3 separate regions of the Sus scrofa genome follow, and regions 1 and 3 are each linked to region 2. The links are chromatin contacts, called in public HiChIP or PLAC-seq maps. All regions are on one chromosome and are shown on one strand. Each heading gives the region's core, a stretch centred on a gene start, on an enhancer-like site or on the middle of the called end of the contact. The rest is flanking DNA. Distances are from core to core; before and after follow the strand shown. Region 1 holds the start of RAF1 (RAF proto-oncogene serine/threonine-protein kinase). Region 2 holds the start of MKRN2 (probable E3 ubiquitin-protein ligase makorin-2). Region 3 holds the start of TSEN2 (tRNA-splicing endonuclease subunit Sen2).

The links. HiChIP or PLAC-seq counts read pairs in DNA pulled down with a chosen protein or histone mark.
Region 1: an H3K27ac HiChIP or PLAC-seq map of alveolar macrophages shows a contact between it and region 2. The contact joins the promoter of RAF1 here to the promoter of MKRN2 in region 2. A contact is called at or near these places in 2 of 5 promoter capture datasets (fetal liver and liver), 4 of 47 Hi-C or Micro-C datasets (heart right ventricle, liver and skeletal muscle) and 2 of 2 datasets of contacts at active chromatin or transcription factors (alveolar macrophages and skeletal muscle).
Region 3: an H3K27ac HiChIP or PLAC-seq map of alveolar macrophages shows a contact between it and region 2. The contact joins the promoter of TSEN2 here to the promoter of MKRN2 in region 2. A contact is called at or near these places in 4 of 47 Hi-C or Micro-C datasets (epiblast stem cells, heart right ventricle and skeletal muscle) and 1 of 2 datasets of contacts at active chromatin or transcription factors (alveolar macrophages).

Annotation. Positions count from the first base shown.
Region 1 is chr13:68,654,854-68,659,619 of Sscrofa11.1, reverse strand. It overlaps RAF1 (RAF proto-oncogene serine/threonine-protein kinase), which reads left to right and starts at 1,710. Exons shown (of 17, transcript XM_021069350.1): 1 at 1,710-2,108.
Region 2 is chr13:68,544,082-68,549,002 of Sscrofa11.1, reverse strand. MKRN2 (probable E3 ubiquitin-protein ligase makorin-2) reads right to left here and starts at 2,521. Exons shown (of 8, transcript XM_021069355.1): 1 at 2,244-2,521. The coding sequence starts at 2,488.
Region 3 is chr13:68,477,958-68,482,617 of Sscrofa11.1, reverse strand. TSEN2 (tRNA-splicing endonuclease subunit Sen2) reads right to left here and starts at 1,876. Exons shown (of 13, transcript XM_003132372.6): 1 at 1,787-1,876.

The DNA.
Region 1 (4,766 bases), core at 461-2,960, 110 kb before region 2:
TTATTTTTGAAAAAATGAAGAAGCCACTTTTACTGGTTGGCCAAGGAGGTTTGAATGAGGAACAGGGTCCTTAAACTTTCTGTGATGTGCTGGGCAAATACCAGCTGGAGGAAGGATTGGCCTAGGGGTCAGCAAGCATGGCTTTGCTGCTCTGACCTGAGTAGTAATGATATAAGAGAGAACTATAATAATTACAGCTAACACTTCCATAGTGTTTAATATGAGCCGGGCACTGTTCCAAGTGCTTTACATCTTGAACTCACTAAATCCTTACAATTCTAAGAAGTGGGTAATAGCAATTTTTCATTAGATGAGGAAACTGAGAAACTGAGGTTTAAGTGACTTGTCCAAATCACAGATGAGGAAGTGGAAGAGTCCAAATTTGAACCTTGGCTTTCAGCCTCAACCCCCAGGCGCTGTGGGAAGTACTTTCCATGTTTTATCTCATTTAATCCTGTCAGGTAGATATCACCGTTATTATTCCTAGTTTAAAAAAAAAAAATCCCTCATGGTCCTTCTGTATTCAGTACCTTCCAGTCTTTTCTGTGCATTTACTTATATATATATATTTGTGTATTTACATATACATATATGTATTTACTGGTATTTATATATATTTATGTTGGCCCACATACACCTGCCATTATCTCTTCTTACTTCATCTTCATTTTCCTTTATACTGTACATATGATCACCCGAATTTATTATTTACATTTTCTTTTGGTTTCTCATCATCACTAGAAGACAGAGCTTTTGATTATTGCTGACTTCCCAATACCCAGGACAATGTGTGGTACACAATAGGCACTCAATAAAGATTTAAATGAAAGAAGCATTGTACATGGTACTGGGTAGTTTTGTATGCCTGTATTTGAATAAATAAAATCATTCTGTACATGTTCTTTGTAAAATTTAAAGTCTTGGATTAAAAAAAAAATTAGTACATGGATATAGACATCTTTATCAGAGGGATAGCCTGTACCGTGGAGGGAGCAGACTTTAACCTGTTTCCTATTTCATTTTCCCTACTGTTATCTTTAACTCAGAACAACATGGCAAAAACATCTTAGCACATGCCTTTTTGTGCTACGCGTATTTTTCTAGAATTAGTGCTATAAGTGCACTTGCTGTGTATACGCATTAAGATATCCAGAGATAACCCAAATTGCGCTCCGGATATCCATTCCCTCCAGGGCAGAATGAAGGTACATAGCACGTTTTCACGCATCTTGGACCAGGCTAGATATCATCACTCTTTTTAACTTTTTGCCAGTCTGATGGAGGAAAAAGGACCCCCAATTTACAGATGAGGAAATTGAGACGCAGAAAAGTTTAGGGACTTTCCCACATGACGGGTAGGCGGCGGAGTCGCGATTTGACAACAGATGTGTAGGGCTCCAGGGAGGACGCGCCAAAGCTAGACACCGTCCTCTATGCTTCGAGTTCTCAAGCACGTCTGGTTATCTCTGGACTCTGTGATGCCGGCAGGCTGGCCTCCTCTAGGCCTTAAACTTCTTCGGGGCAGCTAAACTCCAGCCCCTCCCAATTGCCTCTCCGGGGACCAGACGACACCCGACCTACAGCTCTGACGGCGAGGAAATGGCGACGAGCGCGGTTAAGCGGCCACGCCCCCTGAAAGGCGGGGCCCAAGTTCAGGCCAGAGCGGTGGATGCCAGAGCCAAATTGAAGTCGCCTGCCGAGCGAGCTCGCGCAGAAGCAGAGAACTGCTGGCGCCGCAGGTCGAGGGGAGGAGCACCGAGTGGAGGGCTCGCTAGCCGGGGCCGCCCGAGAGTCTCTTCATCGCGGGCGCTGGGGCCGCCATCTTAGATGGCGGGAGTAGGACGAGAACGAGCGTGAGACGCGAAGGCTTTCTGCCGCTCTTCTTGGGCCCCAAAGAGGGCCAGCTGGCCGGGCTTTGGGGCGTGTGCCCTGAGGCGCGGAGCGCTTGTGCAACGATGCGGGGGCTGCCTGGGGTCCCGTCCCCTGGGCTGGGGACGCGCCGAATGTGACCGCCTCCCGCTCCCTCACCCACCGCGGGGAGGAGGAGCGGACCAGCCGCCACCGCTGCCGCCGGACGGCTGGACAAGGAGGCGGCCCGGCTCCCTCAGGTAGGCGGTAGGGCCGGGTCCTGAATGCCGGGGATGCCGGGCGGCCTGTTTGAGGGGGCCGAGTTCCCCGGCGGCCCGGCCTGCGCGGCGCTGACGGGGCGGCCCCGCGGCTGCGGGGTGGAGGGCCCGGGCCAGGCCCCTGTCACCCCGGCTGGTTCTGGGCGGGCGGGGGCCCCGGGGCCCGGTGTCATGGCCGGCGAGCCGAGTTCCCACAGCCCCACTCAGGTTTCCTTGTGTTTCGGGGAAACATGCCAGTGCCACCCCTGTACCCGGTGCACATTCCTTGTATTTTGACCACGGGAAAATCTGCCCAGAGCTGCCTCGGGTCTGTGTGTCACTCAGTTGGGCTCATTTCATTTCTTGCCGCGGAGTGGGGGACCCAGGCTTGCATCTTCTCTCAGCGTCCGTCACTCAAGTGACAACCCTTTTCGGGGAAAATGGGAGCAGTCGGGGAGGAGAGGAGGAAATAGGTCAGCGCCCCACCACAAAGACCTAGGGGCCTCCGGTTGGGTTTCAGGACTCTGCGGGTTACTAATGAGAGGTTTGGGATGCTTAGACTGACGGTTGGCCCCGGGAGGCTTTGGAATGAAGATCTAGGGCTGTCTTTTGTATGAAGTTAGAAGCGCCTGGACGCTTCAGTTCTGCAGCTGCAGAGGCTCTGCAGAGCTAGTCGATGCCGAGAGGCGTTTGGACCTCAGGAGAGGTGAGGCAGCGGTGTTCATTCATTGTTCTCTTCCAAGGGCTCTGGGTGTGCCCTCTGGTATTTTTTCTCTGGTGCGAAGAAAGATAGGATCTCCTGTGTCTCCTTGAGATGTGACCGGTTTCTAGAGGATCAGCCAGTCTCGGGAGGGAGTGGATTCAGCGCACGTTCATTGAGTATTTCTGCATGCCTTGTTCTCTTTGGGCTGAGTGGAGGGAGTCCGCCCTCTGTTTGCTCGCAAGGCGTGAAAACAATGCGCTGTGATTAGGATGGACTTACCAAGTGCCGTGGGAATTTGGATCTAGTTTTGCCTGGGGGAGTTGAGGAAGCTTGTACACTGGAGGGGATTTTTGTGCTGAGTTTTGGACTGATGAGTAAGTGCTTCTCAGGTGAGGAGGAGGGGGAGAGCATGCGAGGCCAAGGGAACAGCTAGTATAAAGGCAGAGAGATACATTAGAGTTGGGATGAATTTGGGGAGAGCAAGCAGTCTGGGGTGCAGGAAGAAGGTGGTGAGAGATGAGAGTCTAAATCAAAAGTTGGCTAGATTGTGAAGGATCTTTCTTTGTTGAAGGTAGTGAACTAGTTGATTTAGTTGGGATTATTTTGAATGAGTATTGCTGATTCTTTTTGCTTCCTGCTACTTTCCCCCTTCTCTTGATGATGTTAAAGCTGATAGTAATTGCAAAACCCCCAACCCCCCCCCACAAAGATTGACTTTGTTATACCCAGTTAAGAACATTTTGATGAGTGCTTTATGTCACATGTTTTGCATTTACACTGTGGTCAAAGAACTAAAGTCGTATTCCTAGGGATTCTTGCGAAAGATTCTTCTAAAGTTATACTTGCTCACAAAAATGTTGACTTTATAAATGTACTACCCTCTACTAATACAACATTTTAAATGGTTGTTGACAGTGTAAATCATGCTCCACAGTCATATAGAAATTAGCAGTTTATTTGAAATACCTGAAAAATTGTAGAATGCAAGTATTTTTAGTAAATTTTTCTGTGGTAAACTGTTTCTTTGGATTGATTTTGTGGATTCTAATTCTGTTTTAAAGTCTTTAGCTCTGTGAACACAATTTTCCCCCAAAGAGCTGTGTTGTTGTGATTGATGCCTGTGTTAAAGTGATTATTATGATATTAGCAGACTTCAGCTAGCAGTTCCTAAATCTTTCCTGGGTTGTAAGGATTGTGTACCCCTTAAGAATATTACAATTCTTTTGTGTTGCTTTCAGTTATCACTTCAAGGGCTAAGCTGTGTAAAATGCAACAGAAACCTTTGACTCAGCTGAACACTGGATACTTGGAGAAAATTAACCTGATACTGTTTCTGTTGTAAAAGCTTATCTTTTAGATATGTGGAGTTTGTGATTATAAATTGTAGTGGAATTAACTTAGTCTTGTTAAACTCTTGTCAGTAATTTAAAAAATGTGTATGCCATTAAAGTAGAAATCTTGAAGGGTTCTCTTGTGGTACAGTGGGTTAAGGATCCAGTGTTGTTGCTCTAGTGGTGTGGGTTGCTCCTTTGGCATAGGTTCCATCCCTGGTTGGGGGAATTTCCACATGCCACGGGTTGGGCCAACCTCCCGCCCCGCCCCCCACCAAACAAAAACAAAGTAGAAGTCTTCATTAAAATATGTTAGAATTTATTTTATGGGATTCAGTGTTGCCAAAGAGAACAGTGAGAAGCAGATTAAGCTGGCTGTTTATGATGAAAAGTATCTAAAAAATGAAATGGAGAATGGTTAAACATAAGGTATTGTATTACAACTGCTTTGAGACTAGTTGCTTTTAGTTTAAAACATGCTGTTTGTGAAATCCAAAGTAGGTAGGTGGCTGGCTCCGAAGATTAAACAACAACTTCTTGGAAATAAAATTTGACTTTTCCAGAAGCAATGGATTACTTATTAAATGGAAAATATAATTAATAACTTCAAATTACTATTTCAAATGC
Region 2 (4,921 bases), core at 1,272-3,771:
ACGGCTTGGATCTCCAGTTGCTGTGGCTGTGGTGTAGGCTGGCAGCTATAGCTCCGATTCAACCCCTAGCCTGGGAACCTCCATATGCCATGGGTGCAGCCCTAAAAAGAAAAAAATATAAATAAATAAATAAATACATGTTCTGGTTTTTATTTGGCAAGGTAGTCCTTATGAGGTCAGACTCCTTCACATCCCTTTATAAGCGACCTTTTTTTTTTTTTTTTTCTTTTTTCGTCTTTTTAGGGCCACACTTGCGACCTATGGAAGTTCCCAGTCTAGGGGTCAAATTGAAGCTATAGCTGCCAGCCTACACCACAGCTCACAGCAATGCCAGATCCTTAACCCACCAAGCGAAGCCAGGGATCAAACCCATATCCTCGTGGATACTAGTCAGACTCATTACCACTGAGCCACGACAGGAACTGAAGTGATCTCTTTTGACTTTCCTATGGATTTGGATGGGCCATAGAATCTACAGGAGCATGAACTCTGAAGCCATACTGCAGCCACCTGGAAGCTGGATAACCCTGGCAAGTCACTTCAATGCTGAGGCTTTGTTTCACAATCAATCTATGCATTGGTGCATAGTGCTGGATTGTGCCACGAATTACAGCTGGTAAAGAACCTCAAAGAGCACCTAGCACATTGCAAGCCCTACAATGAACATCAGTTAGTACTTCAACAGAACTAATCCCTTCCCAACATGCCAACCCATTCTAGATTCTAAGCACTAACTTTCTGCAGGGCATCCCTGTTTGGGAAACACAGAATTAAAGTTTTCAGGTCAGTGTAGAAGGAAAAACAAAAAACAAAAAAAAACCCAAGATGATCTTGACTTAAGTTTTTGTTCCTGTAGTTAGATGTAAATTAGAGACAAGCTCTAAGTCTGAGCATTAAGGTTTCCTCACCTGTAAAATTGGGTACCACGAAGAGCTGAGATTCAGTTATAAAGCATCATATAAACAGGCAGTTTTGTTGACATATCTTAGGAGCATCAGCCATAAGTACAGTCCACAATGACTAAGAATACTGCTTTGTCATACAAATAAAAATAAACACACGAATAGGTCTTCACAAGAGACCTTCTAGAACAGATAACCTGGTAAAAGTCTTTTGTATAGACACTAAGTGTAAATTTCTGACAACTGCTTAATATAAGTTAAGTTATCGAGGGCTGGATAAACTGGCTGAACAGTTTAAACAGTTTAGCTGAAACTTTTTACACAGTCACTTCTCAACTATTCATACTAATGAAAAGAAGTAACAACATAGATGCTACTTACATACACTGTTCATTACATAACCAAACTACAACTGTGAGCTGTTTTTTTTCCTCTAATCAATGTTTCCCATACAGATTTAACTGAAACCAATTAAAATAAAAACTATTTCCCAAATTCATTAAGACTAGGATCCCAATACCGTCAAACCACATGCTTACCAAGGAAGGAAGGTGTTAACCAAAACCAAGCTATTTCTATTTAACAGGAGCAGTGAAGTCATACAATTTTGAATTTTTTACAACCATCCACCCATTGCTGTTGTATTTCTCCACGGAAATGGATCCCTCAGTAAGATGAGGGCATCATTTATTCCCACGCTGTAAAATAGGAATAACATCTGCCCAGAAACGTTACGGTGAGGGCTAGTGACAACGAATGCAAGGGACCTGGAAATATGCAGGACAAAGAACGAACTTTCAGTAAATGCTACTTTCCACACAATTCTTAACTTGCTAACTCTCTATAAAGTTTAGGTTGCACCGAAGTTCTTCAAACTCTTAGGAAACGAAGGCCGCTTACGGGGCTCCAGTTCTTTGAGGCCCTAACCGACGATTAACAGCCCAACCCTGCGTGGCATCTCCATTTGCAAACGACCTCCTGGAACCTCTTTCCTCCAAGTCACCTCTTCCAGCTACACCCACAGTCCTGGGGTCGCCTCCAGGGCCCAGCACCCTGCACGGCCCCGCCAGCACCCCTTCCTTCCAGGGCAGGGACCACGCTTGGAACCCGTAGACAGCCCCCCGCGCCGGCCTCGACCGAGTCTCCGCCACGAGACTCGGCCACGCCCCGCCGGGTCCCCGGCTCCGGCCGCACCGACTCCGTGGGAAGTCGGATGATGAACCGGGAGCCACTTTCCACGAACCGGCTCCAGCCTACTTCCCTGGCGCAGGACTGGGGCGCACCCTTGGAAGGGCCCGAAGCGACCCGGCGCTCTGGGACCCTGCGGCGCCGCGCACTGACCTGCAGGTGACCTGCTTGGTGCTCATGGCGGTCGGTTTGGGGAGCCGTCGTCTCACAACAGCCTCTCGCTCTAGCTCTCGATCTGGCAAGCCGCCGCCGTCTTGGCCCCGCCCACTCCGCGCGGCCGCGTCACGCCGGCGCACTCCGCCGCTCTCGGGCCGCACCTTTGTAGCGCCGGCAAGAAACCTCGCAGCCGTCACAATTGGTTCCGCCCCAGAGGTGAGGCGGGGCCGCAACTTCTGCATTCCTAGGACAGCGTTTCCAAGCCTCGTGGGCGGGGCCACACTAGAATCCTGGTCCTGCGGGTCTGTCCGGGTGCCGACAGTTAGTTCCTACGGGTCTGACCCTATCTCCAGCTGCGTTCCTTAGCGACTTCTCGCTTCCCAAGAATCACCTCCCCAGTCCCGAGGCCAAGCTCCCGCCTCTTTGAGCATCTTAATCCCGCATACCCCTGCCCATCCTCATGTGCAGTCCCTCGGGCCCCTTTCCCAGACCAGCCTCTACTGTTCCTGCCAAACCTCGCCTCCCGTTTACGGAATTCCTTAGCCCAAAGTCTCTACTCCCACCCCAAGTTTTAGAGCTCATTTTCTGTCTCGGCATTCCTCAGCTGTTCTTCCATTTCCTATGGTAGTCACCCAAAAAGACGTTCGTGGCTTTTGGTCTAATTGCCTATGTCCTGCGAAGCCTGCTTTCACACCTTTCTCCAACGCGTCCTCTTCATTTCCACGGTCGTGGTTCCTGTCTAAGCAAACGTCACTCCTTGCCTGGGCCACGCAGTGACCTCATAACTAGTCTTCTGGCTTCTGCTCCTGCCCTTTTCTTGTTAGTCACACAAAACCTGTTTTTAAAACATAAATCGGGTCGTGTCATTCACCACCGTTAACCCTTTCAATGCTTTCCCATTGCTTTTTTTTTTAATTTAATTGTAAAAAATTGAGCCATCATAAACTACAGTGAGGTGCACAAAATACTCATGCCTGTATGAATTTTTACATATCCGCTCTTGAAACCACAGCTAAGATTTAGAGAGAGAACTTTGGGAGTTCCCCTTGTGGCTCGGAGGCAACGAACCCCACAGTATCTATGAGGATGCGGGTTCAATCCCAAGCCTTTCTTAGTGGGTTAGGAATTCGGCATTACCATCAGCTGTGGTGTAGGTCGCAGAGGCGACCGCAACTGGAGCGTTGCAGTGGCTTAGGCTGTGGTGTGGACCAGCGCTGCAGCTCCAATTCGACTTCTAGCTGGGGAATTTCTATATGCCGCAGGTGCAGCCCTAAGAAAGAGTGAGAGAGAAAGGAAGGAAGGAAGAGGAAAGAAAGGAAGGAAGGAAGGAAGGAAGGAAGGAAGGAAGGAAGGAAGGAAGGAAGGGAGGAAAGGAAGAAAGAAAGAAAGAAAGAAAGAAAGAAAGAAAGAAAGAAAGAAAGAAAGAAAGAAAGAAAGAAAGAGACAGAAAGGACGGACTTTATCAACATTTCAGAGGGCTTCTTTATGCCACCTCCCAGTCAATACTTCCAAAAGGTAACTACTTATTCTCACCTCCACCACCATGAATTAGTTTCGATCGTTCTTGACCTTCACATAAATGAAAAAATTCCGTGTGTACTCTTCTGTCTTCTTCTGACCAACATTCCAGTGAAATCCACCCATGTTGTTATAGATAGCTGTATTTTACTTTGCTGTAAATACTGTAAATACTGAGTCTTTTGAGGAATGAGCATGTATATACTTCCTGTATATACTTCCAATTACTTGGAACTTTTAAAATTTCTCTCAGAAATTTAGGAAGTATATTGGATAATTTGTGCAATTATCAGTGTACAAGTCTTCAGAAACTTTTATTAGATTTATTCCCAGGTGCCTAGATGAATTTTTTTGATGCTGTTTTAAATGACTTTTTTGGTTTGTTTGTTTTTTTAGGGTCGAACCCATGGCATTTGGAGGTTCCCAGGCTAGGGGTCAAATGAGAGCTGTAGCTGCCAGCCTACACCACAGCTTACAGCAACTGCACCAGATCCACTGAGTGAGACCAGGGATCAAACCCGCATCCTCATGGATGATAGTCAGGTTCATTAACCACTGAGCCATGACAGGAACTCCTTAAATGACATTTTTTAAAAATGTCCTACTTGTTGCTTGCTCCATTGCTAAATTCATGTATTAATTCTAATGATTTGTTTGTTGTTTTGGATTTTCTACACACACAATCATGCCATCAATAAATAATGAGTTTCGTTCACCCTCTCAAATTTCATGTTCTTTATTTCTTTTTCTTACCTTATCTCACTGCTGAGAACCTCCAGTGTAACCTTAAATAGAAGTGGTAACAGTGGACACCCTTGTCTTATTCTTGAATTTGGGTACTTAATATTTCATCATTAATTAAAATGTGAGCCGTGGACTTTTTGAAGCTATCCATTATAAGATTAAAGGAGTTTCTTAATCTTTCTAGTTTTCTTAGCATTTTTAAACATGAACATTATTTATTTATTTACTTATTTTGTCTTTGTCTTTTTTTTTTTTTAGAGCTGCACCCATGGCATATGGAGATTCCCAGGCTATAGCCGCTGGCCTACACCATGGCCACAGCAACACCAGATCTGAGCCGTGTCTGCGACCTACACCACAGCTCATGGCAACGCTGGATCCCACTGAGCAAGGCCGGGGATCAAATCTGAAAC
Region 3 (4,660 bases), core at 627-3,126, 66 kb after region 2:
ACGCTTTAAAATTAGATTGCAGGGATGGTGATGATGCATAACTCTGATATACTGAAACTGCTAAACTGCACATTTTACAGGGGTGAATTTTATGATACATGAATCATCTCTCAATAATGCTGAAAAATATCAGTAAGACAAACCAGAAGATCTCTAGTTTCATAGTTTCATGGAAGAGATGTCTTGTGCAGAACTTGGAAGGCAAAGCAAAGGAGAAAGGTTTGAGTTTGCTAGTCTCCACATTTTGAAAGGTTTCTTCAGCACCATGATAGGAGAACAGCCTAATGGGAGATTTAACACAATGATAGGAGCTCACCATCACCAAAAGGTACAACATGCTGACTGTACCACATGCCAGCCACACGCCACATACATGGGTACTACCATCCTTACTTCACAGACTAGGAAACAGAGGGGGCAGGTCATTTGCCCACAGCTATAACATGAAAGGCCAGGACGGCAGGGACACAGGGCATGGTAAGATAGACTAACAAAAGGACCCATGACTGAAGCACATACAAATGTTTAGGAAAGACTGGGCCAGTGGTCAGGTGGGATGTGAAGGCTTGGGCCCAGTGCAAGTTTTTCAGCAGGGAATGAAAACAGCAAAGATTAAGAAAATTAACCTGGGGTCTGAAAATTAACTGCAGCTCTCAAGCTTGGCTGCCTTTGAATCACATGGGGAAATTTTGAAACTCCAGGACTTAGCTGCAACTACATCAGAAAATCTGGGGTAGGACCCAGGTGATTTCAACATGGAGCTAAAGTTGGCAACCTCTGGTGATAGGATGGCCTATTCAAACTCAATCCCAACAACCATCCCCATTGTGAAGGTGAGGAAAGGAACTCAGAAGGGCTGAGTGCTATGTACCTGTAAAGGGCTGTTACTTTTCCTTTCCCAAACCTGGGCATACTGACTCCAGGCGTCCATACCGTTAAGTATATTTACTTTTCTATCAAAAGCAATGCTTGTTCCTAATCTTCCCTTGAGCAGACAAGCTAACACCTTTTAGGTGTTCAGTATACGTTTATTCCAAACAAAACAAAATAAAACGAGTGGGGGAGTAGCTTCATTTAATTTTTCCAACCCTCTGGGCCGACTTTGCTAAACCAGCCTGGTTAAAACCTCCCACCCAGCAAAGTTCAAAGTCTCCCAATTAAAAAACCTCCAAATAAGTACCTCCTAGGCTAGGAGAGGCAAGGATTAAAGGGGCAAGGCAAACAAGCCTGCTTCTGGGAAGCTTTCAAGTTAGAACACGAGACTAAGACAGGTAAACAAACAGCAGACCTGGGAAGGCTGTTGTGAGGATGAAACGGGTGACTGTGCAAAGGAACCTGGTACTGGACCTACTACGTGTAAAGTGCTAGCCAAATGCAAGCTGCAACTGCAGCTAATGACCAAAGTGGTAAGTCCGTGACTCGCTGTTACAACGTATTCCTTTGCTGGTTTCCTTCCCAGCGGCTAAGGCTCCTCTCGGGCAGAGCCAGTATCGAAGTCCGACGCCCCCAGCACAGGACGTGGAGTCAGAGCTCCCAGAAAGAACACAAAAAACAGGGCTACAGGTACAAGAAGAAGGAGGAAAAGGGCTAATTCCGGTTGAAGTAGGAAGGCTGGCCCCTCAGCCCGGCCGTCTGGTGCGGCTGTGCGACCGGAGGAACGTCTCTGGGCCGTTTCCGCTTTCGCCCTGGGGGTTTTCGGAAAACAGGACGTCTCTCCCCAAGGCGGATCCCTCAGTATGCAGCTCAGCTTCCCGGGACACCAGCGGCTCCCAGTCCCGCGCCTTACCTTCCTGGGCCACATGCGATCGCCGTTACCCCGGTAACGCCAGCTGGCGGTCGGACACCACTGCCGTCAAGCAGTGCGGCCGCAAAGCGGGACAGCTGCGCAGCCGCAGAGCACGGGGGAGGACTCACCGGGTCTTTGTAGAGCGCACCTGCGCAGAGCCTTAAGGCGGGTGCTTTGTGTGTACCGCATGCCCTTCACCGCATGTCCTCTTTCCTGCACACACCGTGATTGTACTGACAGCCTCAGTATATACATGCTGTTCTCATCCCCACAATAGTCCCGCAAGATCTGTTTTAACAGATGAGATCGAAGTTACATGTCCATATACACATAACTGGGAGGTATTGGAGTTAGAGAAATATGACAAAAATGGAACCCAGGTCTTCAGATGTCGGTTCTCAGCCGCGGGGCGATGGGATGCTTGAGACGACCGGACTTGAAATGACCCCAGCCCTGGTAAGCAATTCCTCTGAACTCAGCCTGCAGACTTCAGCTTTCTCCATGCTTTTAAGTGCAGCACGCAGGGAAACCTGTAAGAAAGTGCCCTCTCGCAGACACCTGACTCAAAGCCACTGTGGGCACAATAGGCCGGCAGTTAGACCAGTATTTGCAGCCCTACCCCGCCCCCCACCTCCTCACCCTGTCACCAGCTGTGTGGTCTCCAATGAGTGACTTAATCTTTCTGAGCCACAATTTCCTCTACTGAAAAAAAGGGTCGTCAGGATTATGAGGGATGAGCAAAACGACAGTGCCTTGGGAAGAGTAAAAGATTCTCCTGACCAGGAGGCTTGGTAGGGAGTCCAATATATACCTTTCCACATATGAATCCCAGGGTCCCCAGCACACAAACCATGAGTGCAAGGCGGGTAGGTGACAGGGAAGGATGGCAAATAATGCCAGAGAGATTTAAGGGGCTAGGTGTGACAGGCCTTGAAATCTGGACTTTTCCCAGCTTTCTCTGGTCTCCAGGGCTTCCCACACACTGTTGCCACTTCCTGGAACATCTTTCTCCTCTGTCTGCAGCAGTGATTCCTGGTCACCCTACAAGTCTCAACTCAGATACCTTTTCCTCAGGAGACCTCCTCTTGCCTCCCCATGCTGGCTTGGGTGACTGTCCCCTGTGTTCTCATGATAGTTGGGGGAACTCTGTGTTGTCCCCGTTCCCTGGTCCTCCTTAACTGGACTGTGAGCTCCTGGTAGGAAGAGCTCAAGATGTGGTATTCTGTGGCTGGTCAGCCTGTAGGAACCTTAACTGCTCCCTAAAGGAGTTCAGACTTCAGAGAAATCAAAATCAGAATTAGCTTCAGCAGGAGTTCCTGTCCTGCTTCAGTGGTAATGAACCCGACTAGTATCTGTAAGGACTCGGGTTTGATCCTTGGCCTTGCTCAGTGAGTTAAGGATCTGGCACTGCCATGAGCTGTGGTGTAAGTTGCTGATGTGGCTCTGATCCCGTGTTGCTGTGGCTGTGGTGTAGGCCGGTGGCTACAGCTCTGATTGGACCCCTAGCCTGGGAATTTCCATATGCTGCAGGTTTGGCCCTAAAAAGACAAAAAACAAAAGAAAACAAACAAACCAAAAAACCCAACAACAACAAAACACAAAAAACTTCAGCAGTAGAGCCTTGAAGAAAAGGGAGAACTTCAGCAGGGTGCACAGAACAGTGATAAGGGGATGGAGTGGGGAGGGAAGAGAGCTGGAGGGAGGCTGTGATATTGCACCAGAACATGCCAATTTAGGCTTTAGAATTGGAAGGTTTTAAAAATGAAAGGGAACTCAGAGGTTGTCCAGTTCAACTTCCTTATTTAACTGATAAGAAAAAAGGCTCAGGAGTTCCCGTCGTGGCGCAGTGGTTAACGAATCCGACTAGGAACCATGAGGTTTCGGGTTCGGTCCCTGCCCTTGCTCAGTGGGTTAAGGATCCGGCGTTGCCATGAGCTGTGGTGTAGGTTGCAGACGCGGCTCGGATCCCGTGTTGCTGTGGCTCTGGCGTAGGCCGGTGGCTACAGCTGTGATTCAACCCCTAGCCTGGGAACCTCCATATGCCGCGGGAGGGCCCAAGAAATAGCAACAACAACAACAACAACAACAAAAGACAAAAAAAAAAAAGAAAGAAAGAAAGAAAAAAAGGCTCAGAGGTGCTGCAAGTCGCCAGAAGTAGCAGAGCAAGTGTGAGGTGGGGTTGAGACTAGAGCCAGGTCTCCTCAGTGGGTGCTCTGCTGTCAAGGGCTTGGGATGTGTCCATAATGGGGTTTCAGGGGCTGTCATCTGAAGGCCTGTCCCCACATAGGGGCTAGAGCGAAATCTCATGAACAAGATATCCTTCCCCCTAGATTTACTTCTCAGTGTGTATCTTAAAGCTTTGTTATGATCATTTGCAAACATACACAAAAGCAGAAAGAACAGCCTAATAACTCATCATTTCCAGAATCTTCAACCTTTAGTACCTTTTTTTTTTTTTTTTTTTGGCCGTCCTTGTGGCATGCAGAAGTTTGAACCCGACCTGAGCCACAGCAGTGACAATACCAGATCCTTAAGCGCTAGGCCAGCAGGGAACTCTAACCTTTAGTGTCTTGTTTCTTTTCTTTTCAAGTCAAGGCAGCATGTTTAGGGCTCTCTGCACTGGACCCTGCTCCTGACGCTTGGCGGGACAGAGGGGGGACCAGCTACCCAAGGCCAACTGAACCCCCACCCCCACCCCTGTGCTGCCTTATCTTATTGTTCTGGCTGGGCGGGATTCTGACTTAGAGGCGTTCAGTCATAATCCCACAGATGGTAGCTTCGCCCCATTGGCTCCTCAGCCAAGCACATACACCAAATGTCTGAACCTGCGGTTCCTCTCGTACTGAGCAGGATTACCATGGCAACAACACATCA